Linked DNA regions of Gossypium hirsutum: region 2 is linked to region 1. A link is a contact called in public Hi-C data. All regions are on one chromosome and are shown on one strand. Each heading gives the region's core, a stretch centred on a gene start, on an enhancer-like site or on the middle of the called end of the contact. The rest is flanking DNA. Distances are from core to core; before and after follow the strand shown. Region 1 holds the start of LOC107962957 (cytochrome c oxidase subunit 5b-2, mitochondrial). Region 2 holds the start of LOC107962174 ((6-4)DNA photolyase).

Region 1 (6,201 bases), core at 2,560-5,059:
ATAAAGTGTTAGAATGCATAAAGAAACAATAAAAATTAAAAATAAAGGAAAACCTAAGGCTAAGAGTCAATGAAAATTGCTGAAACTCGAAAACCTAAGAAATTGCGAAGCAACTTGACAAACTTCGTTCAAGGTGTTCTCGATTTCCAAACATTACAAAATTTAAACTGGAGCCTCCTCAAATAATATATATATATGATCTCGAAAGTTTTAGCACAAAATTCAACCTATGGAATATTTTTTTTTGTATTTTCTTTTTTTTTGTACTTTTTTGATCACTTTTTTGTGGGAAATATTTTTTTATACTCTAAAATAGTGCCAAGAAATAGTATGTAAAATTTCAGATCGTTTGAAAAATGTTTACCCATTGAAAAATATTTTTTTTTCTAAAAACTGTTTGGGTAAAAAAATTTGTTTTTAAGCTATTTGCTAGAAATCAATTTGTAAGAACAAAAAGAAAACCTAAAATGCCCAAATCTGATACCAAATGATAAGGAATGAGGCAGATGAATGCAGAAGAGGATCGTAGAGTTTTTCAAAGCTATGGATTTAACCTTAGGGCTTTAGACGTTTGGAAAGAAACTTAAATTTTGGAACAACCTGAAACACAAACGAATTCAAATCAGATGAAAATTGAAAGAAAACAATTGAAATAGATAACTATGCCAAATAAACTAGAAAATAAATTAAAGATTAGAATAATAAAGAAGATAGATGATAAAGATGAAACGTGACGTGTAAAACTCCTAAGATGCCTTGGAAACAAGAAGAATCCACAACTCCTTTCAAGCAGCTCTAATTTCCCTTCTAAGAAAGAAAACTTGGCAAGAGAAAGTTTGAAGATGATCCCCACAACCTGAAAAGATTGTTAAAACTCTTTTAAAAGATAATTTAAGAACAATTCTTGAAAAAGAAAAACCCAAAGAGAAATTGAATAATAATCAATTGTGTCATTTGTGTACAATGCAAAGGCCTATATATAGGCTAGCTAAATAAATCTAAATAAAACTCTTAAATATACTAGAACTCTAATTAATCTAAACAAAAAGTAGTCTTAAACTAGACTTTCTTATTGACATAAAACTCCTAAATAACTTAAACTACTTAATAATTATTAAAATTTTAGAATAATAAAATAATAAAATAATAAGAGCTGATAAATACAATATTGGGCTCATATATAAAAATTAAGCCCAAAACTTGAACCCAATATAATTGAAACTTGAATTAAAAGCCTGAAACTCATAATTCCCGTCATAATCTCGTTCAAAAATTTTGCTCGCATAGTACTCACTGAAATGGTCATAACTTGAGCTCTTGAACTCAAAATCGAGTGATTCAAAGTATGTTCGAAGTTAAGAGATAGATCTTCGAATGCCATGAAGATATCTCAACCCAGAAATGCTAGAATCCCATCCAAAATATTGTCACATGTCTGTTGATTTCCTAAGCTTGAAAATTGACAGCTTTGGTGAATGAAATTTAATAAATTTCACCCCATCCGTGCATGTATTATTCCCCTTTTCCTCAAAAAGATTCATTCTCGAATCTTGTCTTTGATTGAATCCTGATTTGATTTGCTTTGCCTTTGACATTATTGTTGGACCTTGAGGTAGTGTGAGCCCATTATATCCATGGGTTTGAAGTTGGGCCTTAAGACTTGCATCAGTTAATTTCAAATGAAGCTTTGGTTGAGTGATAAATTTAAAGTTTTACTAATCCAATTAGTGTGGGTTCAAATCCCACCATATGCATATATTTTATTGTTTTTTGTTAAAATAAAAGACTAAAGTACCCTCAAATAATATAACTAATTTTAATTATGAATGCACATTTTCATAATTTCCCTAACTGAGTTGGTTCCTAGTTGACTTGTGGCACCAACTCAGTTAGGGACTTAAATAATAGTATACATATACAATTAATGAATGTAATAAGGTGTGCATAATACAATTAAAATGTAAATATTATATTAATATAAAGCTTTTAGTTTAGTGTTAATATTAATGTTTTATTGATTTAAACAACATAGGTTCAAATCCCACCATTTGTAATTTTTTTTTGGTTTTTTAAAAAAAATAAAAAGACTAAAGTAACATCGAAATAATATAACTTAATTTAATTACAAAAAGATATTTTTGTAATTTCTCAAATCAAGTTGTGTCTGGTTGACTTATGACACCAACTCAGTTAATGATTTAAGTAATTGTATAGATAGGTATACAATTGAAGGGGCTAATAAAATATACATAAAAAAATTAAAATGTAAATATTGTAATAAAATAAAGTTTTGGTTTAATGATAATATTATTGTATTATTAATTTAAATAGCATGGTTTAAATCTCATAACAAATTTTTATTGGATTTTTTAAAAAAATTGAAAACACTAAACTGCCATTGTATAATATAACTTAATTTAATTATGAAAGAATATTTTCGTAATTTCCCGAACTGAGTTGATGTCCGGTTGAATCATGACACAAACTCAATCGGAGGTTTAATAATAGTACTAGAAATTCTATTACACACATATACGTCTGGAAACTATGTACTTAGAACACAAATGTTAGTTTAAAAATAATATATAATAAATAAAGATATGTATAATTTGAAACTAATTAATAACAACACATGAAATGTGTATAATGTTAAAATGAAAAAAAGTAGATTAAATTATGAGTAAAATGAAACTTAAATACTTAAATATATTATATTAAGAATATTAATGTTACATTTTGTAGGAGTATTATTTCTTTACTATGATTTAGTACATGAGTTAGTAATAAGCTAATTTTAATTAATAATTTTTAGTTACTCAGATGATTTGTTTTGAGAAAAGAGAAAAAAAAATTTTGAAGTCTTATTTTTTATAAGAACTTTCACTATCTTTCTAGTTTCAAGTTTAACTTTGTACCCACTATTATCTAGGCATAATGACTTTTTTAGCCCACTAACTTTATAAAAAAATCATTTTAGTCAACAATTCAAATTTTCTCTTATTTTAATCTTTCTAATTGATAGAAAAAGTTAATGTTTGTTAACTTCAACACGTATGTTATGTTAGAAATTAATTAAATTTTAAAAATTAAAAATATGTTTATATGTTTTAAATAACTTTAATAGTTTTTATTTTTAAAATAATTTTTAATAACTTTTTTATTTTTAAAATTTTAAAAAATTAATTAATTGATGACATGGTGTCTAAATGACAATCCACGTGTATGCCACATTATCGAAATTAACAAACATTAACTTTTCCAGTGGTTTGACAAATAATATAAATTTAAGGGTTAAAAAAGGTGAAAAATTAAATGGAGAGCAAAAAAAATGATTTTTTTTGTAAAGTTAGAAAGTCAAAAAAGTCATTATCCCTATTACTTATTTTATATTTTTACAACTATTGTAATACATATCTAATAAATAAATTTTTTTCTTTATCTTATTACACTAGTAACCAAAAAAGATATAAATGTATGATACTAACTTAATTAAAATATTATAAATATATACAACTGATGGATGTATTGAAGCATGCGTAATACAACTAAATATAAATATTATATTAAATTAAAGCTTTGGTTAATGATAAAATTAATTTTTTATTGATGTAAATAGTATGGCCTCAAATCTAATTTTTAGTCTTTTAAAATAAAAAAAATTAATTATCTTCAAATAACATAATTTAATTTAATTATAAAAGAAAATTTTCATAATTTATTAATTCGAATTGATACTCGATTTGTGATAACTATTAAATCTAAATAAGATAAATATAAACCAAACCAGACATCAACAATTAAAAAAAAAAAAAGATGTCTCCCAGTTCTTAAGTTTAGAATAACGAAACCGAGTCGGAGGAAAGAACAAGTCAACAAATCACCAAAAGTCAACATTTTCCCGCTGACATTGGGCAACCGTCCCAACCCGAACGGCAGCCTCACCGGCTCACCCTCCAAAACTTCCACCAAGTTCGCACATGTAACGAATTTGGCACGTGCCAAACAAACAGTGAACACTGACTCCAAAAACGCAAATCGCTTTTTTTGATCGTCCTCAGAAAAAGACGGGGCCTGGCCTGGAAGATAAAAATAACCAACGCTTAAAGATCTTTTGAATTCTGAGAGATGTGGAGAAGGCTAGTGACTTCACACTTCAAAACCCTAGCCACCGTTCCATGCCGATCCACTTCTAAGACGCCATCGCTGTCGCCGCTCAGTTTCAAGTCTCACGTTTCTCCATTACCTTCCGCTTATTTCCTTACTCGCCGCTTCTCTACTGGTTCAGGTAACTCTAATTTCCTTAGATCCTTGTCAACGAGTCATTTTGATTTCAAGCTTTGAATATTTTGGATCACTAGTTAATGTGTTTTAATATTCGAAGAAGATGCTAAAAGCAAGATTTCGTGTATCCGACATTGATTTGGATTGGTTTGGATTGTGTAGCGGGTACTGCTGTGAAGAAGAGGGTTGAGGATGTAATGCCTATCGCCACTGGTCATGAGCGTGAGGAGCTTCAGGCTGAGCTTGAGGTGAGTTTTCTTTTTTCACTCTCTTTGTTTGGTTTCAAAATGTGACAAAATTTCTTGTATTGAAGATTATTGTTATGAGCATTATGAATAAATTTAATTTACTGCCTCCTAGTTTATGCGTGGAGTTGCGCTTGTTTATTCTGAATTTAGTGTTCTTTTCTTTGTTTTGTCTAGGGAAAGAAAATCCTTGAAGATGTAAACAATCCAGTCGGTCCTTTTGGCACAAAGGTTAGTGTGGGTTTCAATGTTTTTCACAGTCTATTACACTTTGAGAATCAATATTATATCACGTGTCTTATCATATATGGAAGCAATGTCATATGGCGTTTCAAATATTAACAATCATCTCCTCTTCCTTTTTTTTTGCTTTAAACCACTTGCTTTATTCTGTTTGTATGCAAAGTATTGGCTTTATGTGCACTTCTATTTAAATGGTTTACCTTTTATCTGACGTTTCTATCTCTTGTAACTATTGTTTATCCTTAAGCTCTGATGTTTCATGATGTAAGTAAATATATAGCAAAAGATGTAAATGGGTGCATTATTTGGTATTGTTGCCACATCATTTTTTCAAAGTTATTTATCAGTGTTGTCAAGGTGTGCACCTAGGCAACAAAAAGCGCCTTAGGTCCTTCAGGGCTAGGCGTGCAATGCATGTTTAATCAGTTTCATGCTTGGTGCATCTAGACTCACTTCTTTGTAAGGTGATAGGCACAAAAAGGCCCATCTTATTGTAGTTCTCTTTAATTTCTTTCATTGGCTGTACTTTTACTTGTAAAAAAGGAGATAATATCAAACTCTCTACTTGTCAATATTTGAGTAGGGGTGAGCAAAATCCAATTCCATTAAAAAAAGTTGATTAAATTTTGTAATGTCAAATTATATAGTTCAATTTATTCGAAATTTTGAATCATCCCGAATAAATAGTTTAGCTCGGATTTGAATTGTACAACTCAAATTTGAATAACTCAAATAATTTGAATAATTAACTATGATTCAACCCTACCTGTTGTACATAGTTTTGATCAAGTCATCGGTTGAAAGGTCATCTGTAGTACGATTGGGTGATTGTTTTACAATGACTAAGGGACTCATTTTCTGTGAAATTTCTCACCTTTCTCCTATTGTCTTTTATTTCACTTGTTGATATCTAAAAGTAGAGTTAGGTACTTACTATGATAGTGGAAAAATTGTGATAATGTACCTACATTTGATTGCAGTGAAAATTTTAAAGTGAACTCTTAATTGACATGAAATTTATTTAACTCTAATAGATTTTTTCGACTCGAAAATCCTTTTTTATTTGACTAGAGTTGGTAAAATTTCCAATAAAGTTTGGTTGATAAAATAAAACTTATCAACTTGACTAATTCGAATTGTATCACTTGATTCAACTTGACTTGATCAAATACTCACCCCCATATTTGAGTGTTCTACAAAAAATAGTGGATCATAGGGAAATCATCCATATTGACCAACAAAAGAAAAGAAAAGAGCTACATGTTTTGCAGGATAATTGCACAATTCTTGAGACCATTATCATAATTATATATCTAAACCTCATTTTATCTATATGCAAAGGCACATAAAGAAACACACATATACATGTTGTCTCTTACTTCACTCAACCAGGTCTTTTCATCCATTTATGTTAAATCTAGGGTAACTAATA
Region 2 (6,201 bases), core at 1,572-4,071, 490 kb before region 1:
CCAGAAGCATCTTCGTATTTTCTGACTAGACACTTACAAATCACAACTTCTTCTCAAGGAAATGATGAAATGTCAAAATAACAGTAGTGCAGCCAACATTTTTCACCTCAGCTTGATCCAGAACATTTCACAAGCTTCATATTCACATAGTCCAACCTAAGTTCAATGGACTTAACTAACCGACCAAATGCACCTCTTCTCATCATACAGGTCATTAACTTAACTCTTCGACTCAAATGAATCCAAGTTTTGTTACAGGGAACTCGGTTAGAAATTAACAGAAACTACTATTTAAGTAAACTGAAAGAAGAAAGTGGAGCAAAAGTTTTCCATGGTTGTCAAAAAACCACAAATTAAGCCTATAGTCGATACAATAATCTGTCATATATCTACATTTATGTATTACCAATTTACATATAGCAGTTCACCATCCTACAAAGGAATGCCTTTTCCCAAAACTTCAATGTCATAATATTGCTATTGCTAATTCAATGCTCAATATCAAAAGGTCACAACATACCTTGTCACTTAGGGATTCTCTCAACCTCCTCAATGCTTCTGACTCACCACCTCTAAAGGGAGTGAACTCATCCTGCACAAGGAATCCTTCTTTATAAAGAGCTCCGGCAAGCAATGGCACATTTCTGAAACATTGATGGCTACATACCTGATGCTTTTCCACATACCCGAGTTCCTTTAGTGTCGGAACTTGTAAAATCTCACATCTTCCAACATCTCCAACAGGAGGCGTCCAAGAAAGTTCAACTGAAAGTGAGAAAGATGGTTCCCCAGCAAGCTTTAAAAAGGATTGATAACTCAGTGGTGGTCTTCCCCCATTCTATTGTAGCCGTTAGTTGCATTCATGAAAAGTAGCAATCAATTAGAATAGAAAAGATAGCATCCTTGGTATGAAAAAGCTAGAAACTTGGCGCAAAAGCTTCCAATTCTGTTGATACCAACTTCCGGCTTACCTTCTCTATAATATCTGCAGGATCGAAGATGGTATGACTCACTGGAGAGAAAACCTCGATTCCAGCTGCAGAAGCATAATTCTGTAGAAACAAAGGCAATCTTTGTTTACTATAAAGAATATAAGCATATCAATTGCTAACTTAGCTAAAAGTAATATGTTCCTATGTTGCTCCAACTTTTTATTTTTCTTGAAGTACCCTTGTGTCTGATATATTTTTGGATCTAGGTACGGGGATATGATCCCAAATACATAGAAAAGCTACTTGTTTCAGACACGTATCCATATCCAATACACACCCAACTCCAAGTAATATAGATATGTATGTTTAGTACAAGAAAAAGCTTACAGCACCTGCAGCACATGAATTGAACATCCTCCCCGGAACTCAAACATGAAACCTCAAACTAATTGAAAATACCAAGTTTTGCCATTGGACTATAATGTTGGTGGAAGCCCATTTTTATTTGACATAACACTAATATTTGAAAAAACTCAAGGAAAGTTAAGTATTGTTCTTGAGAGATAGAAGGGGGGGGGGAAGCACAGTTTTACCTTAACTTTATCATCCAAAGCTTGATAATATGGATCAGTGTCATACTCAAAGCAAAGCTTTCTAACATCCCACTGCCAAAAACCCAAAAAACAAACAAGCATTATAAAAAAGAAAAAGACAATTCTTCATAGTTTTAAGTTTAACTTTAAACAAACAAACAATATATGTAAATTATAGATACCAAAAAATGGGAAAAAAAAACAATAAATGTAAATTATAAAGAGAAAATCACCTCGTTTAAGCAACGAATCAAAACCTCACTAGGCTCACCCTTCAACACCAACAACCTCGACCCGAGTTTCTTCAAACTTGAGTCAAGGTCAGCGAGGCTCTCCAATAAGAACCGGATCCTGTTTATACCCGCACGGGTGGATCCTGGGGAGTAGGCGTCTGGGTCCAGCTCCATATAGTGAGGGTCGATGACGAACAAAGGGTAAACACAAGAGGATCCTCTGGAAGCATACTCGAGCGCCGGATTGTCGTGGACCCGGAGCCCCTTTCGGAACCACATTAACGAACCTGACCCGGATGGCATGTTGGGATTCAGTAGAGAAAGTGGAGGTTTCATTTCATAAGACAACAAAATTGCGGTTTTGGACCGTCGGTAAGTTGGCGCCTTAAATGTGGGAGGCAGAGATGTCGGCTAACTTGCACGTACGAGGTGTAGGATAAGGATGCTTGTGAATTGAGAAGAACTCTGAGCACACGGTATACGGTATACGGTATACGTTAGAAATAGGTTTGGATGAGGAACTCTGGTGCGGTTAATGTAGCGCCACGTCGAGGATCCTAACATGTGGATTTCTTGTGGTTGAAAGCTTCTTTTTCAACTTCTCATTTTTAGAAGAATTGATTCACTTTTTTAAACAAAGTTGATATTTTTGGTAAAAATGTTTAAACCACAATTCATAGAAAGGGTATTGTACATTTTAATTAGGAAGATTAGTGTTTTAAAAAGGTAAAGAACTGAATCTCAATGCACTTAGAAAATACGAGAAGCATAAACGAAAGTGAAATCCAGCCATTTACTACTGTTGAGAGTCATTAGAATAGAGTGTTCAGGTTCAGCTCTACAGTAATTTCCTCGATTTTAAAATACACGACAAAAATAACCGTCAAACAACCATAAAAAATGATTTTTTTTCAGAATTAGAAATATCGATTTATCTCCAAAAGAATTTAGAAAAGAATGAAAACACCCTAAATTTGATTTCTCTTTGACGCTATGCAACAACAAAATGCTTTGCAGAGAGAGACAGAACGTGATTTTTTCACCATTATTTTCAAAATCTGATAGAGGATTGAACTCATCACATAATCTATTTTTATTTAGGTTAGTCAAAATGCAGATCCAATGACTTTATTTTCAGACCACCTATTTTTCATTTTAATCAACTTTAAAATAAATATAAATTTAATTTTATATTTGATATCTGAATTTTTATAAATTTTTTAATATGATAGTTAAACTTTCAAAAAGTCAATTTTGTTACTTAAAGTTTTAGTTTCGTTTATTAATATGTACCTTATAACTAATGGTTTTAATTTTTAACTTAATAAAATACTTGAGTTACTTAAATGGTGACACAAGTCAGTTATCAATTTTTACAATTTAAAATATATTAGGAAACAGAAATTAAATAACCCTTAATATTTTCTACAATAAAAAAAGAAAAGAAAAAAACTGGTATTTATATTCTCAAATTTCAATTTTTTTCCTTTTTCCTTCTATTTTTATGTTCTCCAAAAAAAATTAACTCCAAATTGAACTAACCAGTTCAATTCTTTAATGCATGTAACGTTTTTTTCCCTTTTATGTTGGAAATGTATTGGTATCTACAATTAAATTCCCAGAAATAACTACAAAATGAACATAGTTTTTACGTTCTTCAATTTTCTTTCCCTTCAATTTTGTAAAGCAAATTCAAACAGAAGATAAACCTGAATTCAATTCAACACCTTTCAACAATTCTGGAGACTGAAATCTGGTTTCTTATATCCAATATATATCAATAAATATGCTAAAATTAGCAAAGCATATTCTTATACTAGAAAAATATAGAAAAACATTAGGATTTTGAAGACTTCAAAATTTTTAAAAAAATTACCAAGAAAATGAATGAAAATGAGGGAAAACAATTACAATAATCCATAAAAAATCTCAAGAGGGTAGTTTTTCACTTTTGAAAAGACAATTATTGTGGCCACTTCAAGCCCCACTGATACTTTCATCAGTGATGACCCATTCAAAGAAATGATTCTTCATTTTAGTAGAGAGGTAAATTTAAAACTTAAGGAGCTCAAGTTTGGTTTCGTCTTTTTGAAGAAGGCTCTGTTATGTGCCAACTGCAAAGTATGGGACTTGGATCCCACATAAGAAAATATGAAATTTTCTAGTGGGATCTATATGGACCTAGACTCTCCAACCTCAATAGCTAACCTTTGGGGTGTTGTTTACTAAAAGTCCATATCAATTGGTTTCAGAGCCAGAAATCATGTCTCCCAGTTGCAATTGTATGGTGCAAGTGGTGATGTCAACATTGTAGTGTTCGTCTGGGGCTGGATTAAGCTACCGCAGAGCCAATAGCGTGGGCGCAAGGGTTAAGAGTATAGTGGATGTTATTTTCCATGTAATGACTTGTTTTTCAGTAGTCCAATTGCTATTATGTTTTAATTTTAGAAAAGACTTTAGAACCTAGATAGCAACTATTCAACCATTCATGCTTAAGAAAAACAAATAAATAAATGTTTAAGCTCATTCAAACATTCGACCATCAATTACAAAGGGTAATAAGCCTTTTTCTTCAAATTTTTATAGATATATGCTCATGAGAGCTTGATTTTATAACACCCTTAACTCGTCTCCATTACCAAATTAGAGTTATGAAATGTTACCGAGCAAAACAGAACATTTAACTTCATAACAGAAACAATTTTACAATTAAATGCTAACATATGTCAAATAATTCAATTCATGGCATTCATGCACATATAGTCCTTAAATTGAGCCTACAAGGCTCTAAATACAGTTTGGAAACAATCTGGAATAAATCGATATAAATAAAAAAATTCAGAAAAACTTTTAAATTTGGAAAACAAGGGTCACATAGCGATGTGACACAGCCTAAACTGCGTGAACATTCGAAATCAGGACACACGACCGTGTCCCAACCTGTGTGTCCATTCGTGTGTGTATTCGAAGTTGGGTTACACGGCCGTGTCATAGGCTGTGTGCCAGGCCATGTGGATCCTACACCTAATTTTAAAATGACACATGGCCATGTGGCAGCCCGTGTCCCAAGCCGTGTACAGCATATGTTACCCCTAAAACAAGCCTAAATCTTACACATCAAGACATCCCATTTCCACAAGCCTTAGCATGACCAAACCACATAGCAACATACCCAAAATATACAATTTCAAGCAACCTATAAGACCTAACCAATATGCCATTCAAAGGCACCATAATTGATGATCATTCAAACAAATAACCCAACCAAAAAGGCACTTAACATTGGTCATATTTTCATGCTCAATCCATCAACCAAATTAGCCAAAATATAAACATACACATCAAGTTACCATTCCAAAGCATCATTACCTAATAATTAACATTAAGGATTACCTAACCAAACTAATTCAAGCACACATCCAAAACCAACCATTTAAGTAGAAATACCATCATAGGTTAATTTAGCTAGCTCGGGTTAGAACACATCGGAGATGCTATCACACTATCAAGCTATCAATAGGTATAAGCGAATGTATATATTTTAAGTTTATGGCATGTATAGGAACTTGTTATTTGTTAAGTATGTCATTGTTAATGTGGCTGAATGTGTTGGCCTATAATGGTTTATGGTTCAAATTGTATATAGCCATGAATGATGGTTTATGTTGATCATATGCTTATCCATGTGTTAGTGCCTTTTATGTATGCGAAGCTAGTATGTTCATAGTGAGCTAAATAAGATGATTAAGTAAGATAAATGATGATATGTTAACGATGTGTTACTGACTTATTTGTGGTCATTTGTGTAACATCCCTACTCGTATCCGTCGCCAGAATAGAGTACAAGGTATTACCAAGGAGTACAGAACACTTACAGATAATTTAAATAATTTATCATTCAAATATCGAGATTGATTATAAAAGTTCCTTTAACGAATCTTTGAGGTCCAAATCATGCATTAGGTTCGGGTCGGGACTAAATCGGAATTGTATGAAATTTTTCACAAAATCCCAAAATTTTTCTCATTTACAAGGGTCACACGCCCGTGAGGTGTGGCCGTGTGGCTCACATGGCCATGTCTCTGGGGCGTCTAACTCTCTGACTTGCATCTATGAAGAAACTCGGGACAAACGGCCTTAATACACACCCGTGTTGCCAGGCTATGTGTCACACATAGTTATGACACATGGTCGTGTGTCTACCCGTGTAGAAAAAATTAGGCTATTTTTTAGCCATATTTCTCACTCATTTGATCCTTTATCTTCACTCACATTTAATACAGACAAAAACCAATTTAGGATATTCAACTTAGCCTTACACTTAATGCCATTTTTTAGTCGTACACTTTATGTAAATAACAAGAAACGTATATGGGCTCAATTCCCATTAAATTTCTCTTGTACTTATACTTTTTTTTACATTATATATTCGTAAAACTTATA

What was found. Hi-C and Micro-C count contacts between places; a contact is called where the count stands out from the background.
Region 2: a Hi-C map of leaf shows a contact between it and region 1, with 5 times the contacts expected there. The contact joins the promoter of LOC107962174 here to the promoter of LOC107962957 in region 1. A contact is called at or near these places in 2 of 34 Hi-C or Micro-C datasets (both in leaf).

What each region holds. Positions count from the first base shown.
Region 1 is chrA06:64,446,101-64,452,301 of Gossypium_hirsutum_v2.1, reverse strand. LOC107962957 (cytochrome c oxidase subunit 5b-2, mitochondrial) reads left to right here and starts at 3,809. Exons shown (of 6, transcript XM_041115548.1): 1 at 3,809-4,285; 2 at 4,444-4,529; 3 at 4,704-4,757. The coding sequence starts at 4,126.
Region 2 is chrA06:64,930,356-64,936,556 of Gossypium_hirsutum_v2.1, reverse strand. LOC107962174 ((6-4)DNA photolyase) reads right to left here and starts at 2,821. Exons shown (of 14, transcript XM_016898465.2): 1 at 1,759-2,821; 2 at 1,526-1,597; 3 at 972-1,052; 4 at 668-838; 5 at 521-592. The coding sequence starts at 2,094.